2 separate regions of the Cricetulus griseus genome follow, and region 2 is linked to region 1. Evidence: chromatin contacts called from public Micro-C data. All regions are on one chromosome and are shown on one strand. Each heading gives the region's core, a stretch centred on a gene start, on an enhancer-like site or on the middle of the called end of the contact. The rest is flanking DNA. Distances are from core to core; before and after follow the strand shown. Region 1 has its middle 130 kb from the start of Usp25. Region 2 has its middle 160 kb from the start of Nrip1.

The links. Hi-C and Micro-C count contacts between places; a contact is called where the count stands out from the background.
Region 2: a Micro-C map of the CHO-K1 cell line shows a contact between it and region 1, with 7 times the contacts expected there. The contact joins two enhancer-like sites. A contact is called at or near these places in 4 of 8 Hi-C or Micro-C datasets (the CHO-K1 cell line, fibroblasts and liver).

Annotation. Positions count from the first base shown.
Region 1 is chr4:18,391,873-18,394,924 of CriGri-PICRH-1.0, forward strand. No RefSeq gene overlaps it. Among named protein-coding and RNA genes, the nearest start is that of Usp25, 130 kb to the left of the region's middle. Within about 2 kb of position 1,374, at least 2 of the 6 cell types and tissues checked have open chromatin away from gene starts, as enhancers often do. A contact at or near this core is called in the CHO-K1 cell line, where this site is marked.
Region 2 is chr4:18,994,753-18,998,251 of CriGri-PICRH-1.0, forward strand. No RefSeq gene overlaps it. Among named protein-coding and RNA genes, the nearest start is that of Nrip1, 160 kb to the left of the region's middle. Within about 2 kb of position 2,164, at least 3 of the 6 cell types and tissues checked have open chromatin away from gene starts, as enhancers often do. A contact at or near this core is called in the CHO-K1 cell line, where this site is marked.

The DNA of each region.
Region 1 (3,052 bases), core at 124-2,623:
GAGAGAGCTATCTCTGCAGCCCAAGCAGACCTTAAACTTGGGATCCTCCTGTCTCAGCTACCTAAGAGCTCAGATTACAGTCCTGGGCCACTCATCTCCGTGAGGGAAGGCTGCATCTCAAGGATAGTGGCTTCCTTAATGAAAAACAAAAACACCCATGCTTTAGGAAAGGAAAACTTGTGCTTTTTTTGTCCCTGATTTTTCCTTTTCTGCCTTCTTATTCATTCAATGTGAACTGGAGAAACACGAGAATTCCAGAAAAACATAATACGTGGTAGCACAGAAACATTTTGTTCTGTAGACTGCCCAGGGACCAGTAGTTTGCAGTGGAACATGATCCACCATTGTGTTGCCTAGTTGTATTGAAAGGCAGTACATGTTGCAACATTTTGATTTGCAAACGATTCATCACCATAGCGCCCAAACAATGCCCCATAAGCAATGGCTGCGGTGTTTAGATAAGTGATAATTCTCATTCATGACGCTTAGTTGCTTTCTTTCTAGGGTACTTGGAATAGCTCAGTTGCTTCACAAAGGCCCCGAGAGCACAAGCAAATTTTATTTTCCACTTTGTAATGTCACTTGGGGCACTTACCCTAGGATTCAGGGCTCTTCCCCACTTGTAAAGCCTTCCATTTGGTCATGGGGTCAGATGCACATGCTCACGTTTAACCGGGCAAGAGTCCCCAGATAGACACCTTAGCTACTTTGGAAAAATGTCTACAGTGGAGTCACTGGTCAAATTGTTACTGAAACATAGACAGACTTTTATTTATCCAATTAAATCTCTGGCATCATTTTTTTAAAAAAAATATGGATAATTGCAGGTTGCTAGTATTCTCCCTTTAATTGGTTTTGATTATGCACAATGGTTTTCTGATCTCTCCAGCTGCTTCATTAGAATTAAAGAGAGGAAAAAATGACCCCATGACCCTCCTCTCTCAGCCTAATGAGAGAGACATCCGAAAACCAGAAATGCAAATGTATGTTTCTTGACTCTTTCCCTTTTAACACAAACATAATGCTAACTGGCTCTTTCTACACCAGCTCCTACTGCTTAGACTTCCGCATGGGATGCTGTGTGTGGATCTGGCTGTGGCGGGGAGGAACCTGCATCGTCCGAACGCTGTGTGGATAGATGAGAAATGAGCTGAGCTAACAAGAAATCATTAATGATAATCAGAAAGATCTTGATAGATCAGTGGTTAGACTCTAACAAGTCTCTAAGGCTTCATAAAACGCCCCGACTGCTGCCAGCGTAGGAACGAGATGTCTTGGATGGGAGCCACCGTGTCATATTTCCCTGTGTCTTTTACTGTTACAGATCATCCCTCTCTCCTCCCAGATCATCAGCTCTCAAGAATTAAAAGGCCTCCCTCCACAGACTTGTCTCTTCTGAGGGCGGCAAAACAGAAACCAACTCCAGCCACTAGAGGACTCTCTCCTCTTTGGAAAAAGAAAACAAAAATCTGAAAAGCCACACTCAAGCATGAGATTGGAATGACAAAGGAAACAGTCAAGCTGGATATATAAAATAAACTCGTGTGATTTTTCAAAGGTGTGCCAGTGTCTGTGGAGAGGACTTTGCTCCTGTGGCGATAGATTGCTAAGGTCATGGAAGAGGCCGACGCAAATGTCTGCAGCTTCGCAAATGCACTTTGAACTAACTACTCCAGTGGTCTTCCATGGGAGTTCAAAGGAAGAAGGCTAAAGGCAGACGGGAAGACGGGGCAGGTCTCCAAGGCTGATGGCCACAAGTTCCTAGTGAACTGAACCCTTATATTTGAAGAACTTCCTATTTTGTCATTTCACTCCCTTCGCAGATTAGAACAGAAGGAATGATGCAATTGTGTGTTTAACAGTTCATATAAGTTAAAGATAGTGTGTAGATGAGCATATGTATAGCTACATTCTGTGTTATGCTACGTATCAAGCTTAGTAAGAAAATGAAGATACCCCCAACCCTAAAACGGACACGCCTAAAATGCATTGACCTGTGTATACCTTTTTTGTTTGTTTTGAAACAGGGTCTCCCTGTGTAGCTCTGGCTTCCCTGGAACTTACTATGTAGACCAGGCTGGCCTCAAACTCACAGAGATCTGCCTCCATGTTGCCTTCCAAGTGCTTAGGATTAAAGGCATGCACCAGCATGGTGCTGGACCTGTGTACTTGTTAGTGGGAAGTCTGGTGAAGGAGTAGATCTGGGAAAAGAGGAGAGAGTAGGCCATAAGAAGAGCATGGTGGTTTAGAGGCAGCGACCTGGGGAAGTTTAGCAAACGTGTTCTTTATAAGCCTTTTCTGTGGCCTGGTAGTTTTGAAGATCAGCGTATTTCTTCTGGCTGTAGGAAGGGTGCCTCTTGCAGGGTGATCCTATCACCTGCTTGAGGGGAAAGTCAGACACTCTTTCCCCAGCTTAACATCCTAGCTCAGGGAGAAGGACAGAGGAAGGCCCTGAGTGGGACCTTGCTGCTTTTACCATTTTCTGAAAATAATTTGGCTTAAAATATTTTGAGGATAACATGCCTACACTCCATCTGGAGTAATAATACCTGCTTTATAAATGGTGAGAATTGGGAGCCGGGCCATGGTGGCGCACGCCTTTAATCCCAGCACTCAGAAGGCAGAGGCAGTCAGATCTCTGTGAGTTTGAGACCAGCCTGGTGTACAAGAGCTAGTTCCAGGACAGCCTCCAAAGCCACAGAGAAACCCTGTCTCGGAAAACCAAACCAAATCAAAACAAAACATAAATGGTGAGAATTGAAAGATGGTATATGTGTCTACATACTTATATGCATGTAATATGCATACAGTGTATATGTGTGCATGTATGAATATGTACACTATCATTCCCTTCTCAAACGTTGTAGAGCAGATATTTTTGTTCTCAGTGTATACATGTAGACTCATATTTGAAGAAGTGAAGTCATAGCCTCAATTAAGTAGAAAAACCAGGATTTTAAAGTCAGTCATTTTATTGTACCATCTTTCATGCTTAAATTCTGGTAGAAACAATCAGAATTTTACAAGAAGGCTTTCTTTTGTAAATTCCATT
Region 2 (3,499 bases), core at 914-3,413, 600 kb after region 1:
CTCTCGAGAAAGCACCTGGGTAAGGATGTACTGAGCACTTCTTGAGGTGTGGCTAAAAGACTGTTTGGTTCACCTTTGGATCTGGCACATTTTTCTTTCAAGTCAATGAGGTTGTCCTCCTGAAAGCTCTGGCATTTGTCTTTCTTACAGAGAAGCCATACAGCCTGGAAGGGGAAAACCATCCTTGCCAGGTTCAATGTTGCCCCCCTCAGGAGCGTCTCTGCAATGGAAAGTTACAATTACCACCCAAGGGCTTGAAGGGCCGAGGTGCTGTCAAACCTCAGAACTTACATTTTAAAGAGCAAACAAAGTAAAATAGCAGAGACATCGCCGCCTTTCTCTATCTAAACTGGAGGCCCAAACAAATACTCTGTGCTTGCACGCACAGAACTGGCCCTGCCCCTGGGGGAAAGATGATGTCTTCCACAGCCTGGGAGGCAGCATTTTCTCCAACAGGCTGGCAGATGTAGGGAATTTTCTCGTGACTCACACTAGCTTGCTCCAGTCTAAGCTTAATTGGGCAGTCCATAATCTCTTCAGGTTCAGCTTTGGGAAACTGCCCTCCAATAGGCTTTAGGTGACAGGCAGTGTCTGGACTTAGGAAGCAGTGTAGCTGACTCTGAATGGACATGGGACTTTGGAGCCTTCTGGATAACATAGTTGCTTACCTTCTTGTTATCAGCCTGAAAAACTTATTCAAGTGACACATTTTCAGTCCCCTGACTGTCTCATGACCAACTGGAAGGTCTTAGGCAAAGCTCAATCCAGGAAGATTGTCATAAAATTGTTGACTGGACTCTGCCTCAGGAAAAGCGGAGCGTGTCCTGGCTTACGTTCATACCGCTGACTCTGAGTAGTCAAGGCTTTTCTTTGCCTTTTTATTGTCGCCTCTGCGGTCCTAGGAATGCACACACGGTAGGGAAACGTTCCATTACTCAGGTGTATCCCTAGCCTGAAGGATTAGTGGATTATGAAAAATAGCAATGTTCTGGAGCTCACGTAGAGATCCCCGTGTAGCAGATCCATTCTTGGTCTTACAGAGAGGCTGTGGAATGGAGGAACCATGGACTTTTTAAGGGTCAGTGATGGCAAGAATGAGGAAGGGTTTTTTACGTGGGAGAGAGACTCAACAAAGGCTAAGTCAACGCTAACATGCTTGCATGTCTCTCCTGTATTTCCACATGCCCAAGCTTGCCAGGCAAAAGACCCTGGAGTCCACTGAAGATGAGTGTTTTTTATCTGCTGTGATGTGACTGTCACTCTTTCAAGACATCTGCTCTGTTTCACTAATCACAATTTCATTTGAAAATACTAGTGCTTTCATTTTAATAGTAGGCTTTTGAGTATTTGGTTGAAGCTAAGATTTCTTTGTTAGACGAAAGAAAGAGTATTGTAAGATATAAAGCAATAAAATATTTGTTTTATGTAAAGAAAGGAATACTCAATTATTTTATTTACATTCCTGTACAGCTTGGGTCAGGCTGCCCCGTGAAGTTTTGTTTTCTAAAGGGTAAGTCTCCACAATGACCTCATCCCAGAGTCAAGTTACAGCAGAAATAAATTAAGTCAAGATTTTCTTTTACTATGCATAATTATTCTCAGTTTTATAGAATAAGACAAAAGATACGAAGTCTAAAGAATTTTGGACAAAAGTGACTTATTATCTAATTTAAAACGTTCATTTTTTTTTGAGATAATCAAGAAACGTTCCCTCCTCAGGTTAAAATGAAAATAGTAAACCAATCAGTTATATAATTTTAGATGCCACTTTATCAAAAATGTGGATCGTTAAATGACTGAAATATTTTCTTAACGATCCAAGAGAGTCAAGGCAGAGGAACACCTTTAAGAATTTATGTTTGTATAGTGCATTTATTTCAACTAAAGAGAAATGGGAGAAATCTGAAATAATTTTGGAAAGTTAAGCTGTGTTTTAAATATAGATAAAATAAAGGGATTTTTATGCCTTTTATTTTAAAGGCACAAGTAGGGCAGAAATAGGAGTGACCAGCAGGGGGCTTTTTAGGCTGCTGTTTACCTTTCAATGAACCAAACTGAAAGTTGACTTTACTCTTATTTCTGTAAGCAAATAGCAGTGGGGAAGCCAGTGCTACAGCGACCTTGCTGGTCCAAACAGTGTAGTTCTCCTCTGTTTAGTTATTTACTCTCTTCTTTTCCATCCCCGTTGTCTCTTCCAAGACCTGGTAGGTGTGACCTCTGCTGGACTGAGTTAGCACTCACATTCTGTCCTCACAATTCCACCCTTGAAAACTTCCTGAGGAGGAGTTTAATAACGGTTTTCACATAAGACATAGATTGAAAATTAGTTCGGAGCAAAAGGAACAGTGAATTTTATTTATGTGAATTTTGGGACAGTTACAGAAATTGGCTTTATCTGAACCATGCATTTGGGAGGGACTTTTTGCATCTGTGAGGAGTAGAAAGAGGGTTTGAGAATGGCATCCTTCTTGACTCATTTCATTCATTTATGTTACAGTTGCTGTTGTTTTGAGGCCAGGGCTTGATGTGAAGCTTAGGTTGGCCTTGAACTCCTGATCTTCCTGTCTCAGGCTATTCAGGTATGAGAGACACATAGTCTGGTTTTAATGTAACATTTGGAAAGAATGTGCTTTCTCAGTAATTTGGAAGTGTGTAAAGGCCTCCACTCTGGTGAAGCCATCTATTAAATTGTCATTGATTCTGTAATACAGTTCCCAATTATCTTTCCGTACATTCAAAAAATTCACTTGCTGTTTTTTTCTTTCTTTCTGGATCTATCGTATAAATGTAGGCACAATGTCTTTTAAATGAGGCAGAGCAATCCACAGAGAGTGAATACAACCTAGACATTTTGTGTTAACTGAGTGAAATCTCAAGAGAAGTTGAAGCTGACCTCATCTGATTTTTCAAATAAGAATTAAGTCTTGACAGAGACAGCCAGCAATATTTCTAAAATTAGCTTAGATGTTCCAAGTAATTCAAAAGTCAGGAATTCTCAGTTTAATGTGCAAGGCACAAAATTATTTTATGATTTTGTTTTAACTTAGAGAAAATGAAACTTAGATTGTTGAAATAAGGCAGATAGTCGAGAACAGCTTGCCTTAGGGTCACACTTACCAAACTGTGACACATGGCATTGGGACAGGGGTTATTATGACCAGAGGATGAGCTTGTGGCTTTTTTCATATGGTGGTAATTGATGTGTAAATTGGTATTGATAGCTACTGATTTAACTGACAAATAATTGTGTGCCTCCTTACACAGGACCTTGTTGTAAAGTAAAATTTAGAATTCAAATGGCCTATGACCAAATACATTCACTGAGATCCTCACCCCAGGGTGATGTAGAAATTCAGGCTGTTGTTGGGTGACTAGGAAACAAAGATAGAACCAACATAAATGTGACTAGTGCCATGGTGAAAGAGACCGCAGAAAGACCCCTTCATACTTTGTACCCTGTGAATACACAGCAAGAGGATGCCATATGAGTCAGTAGGCT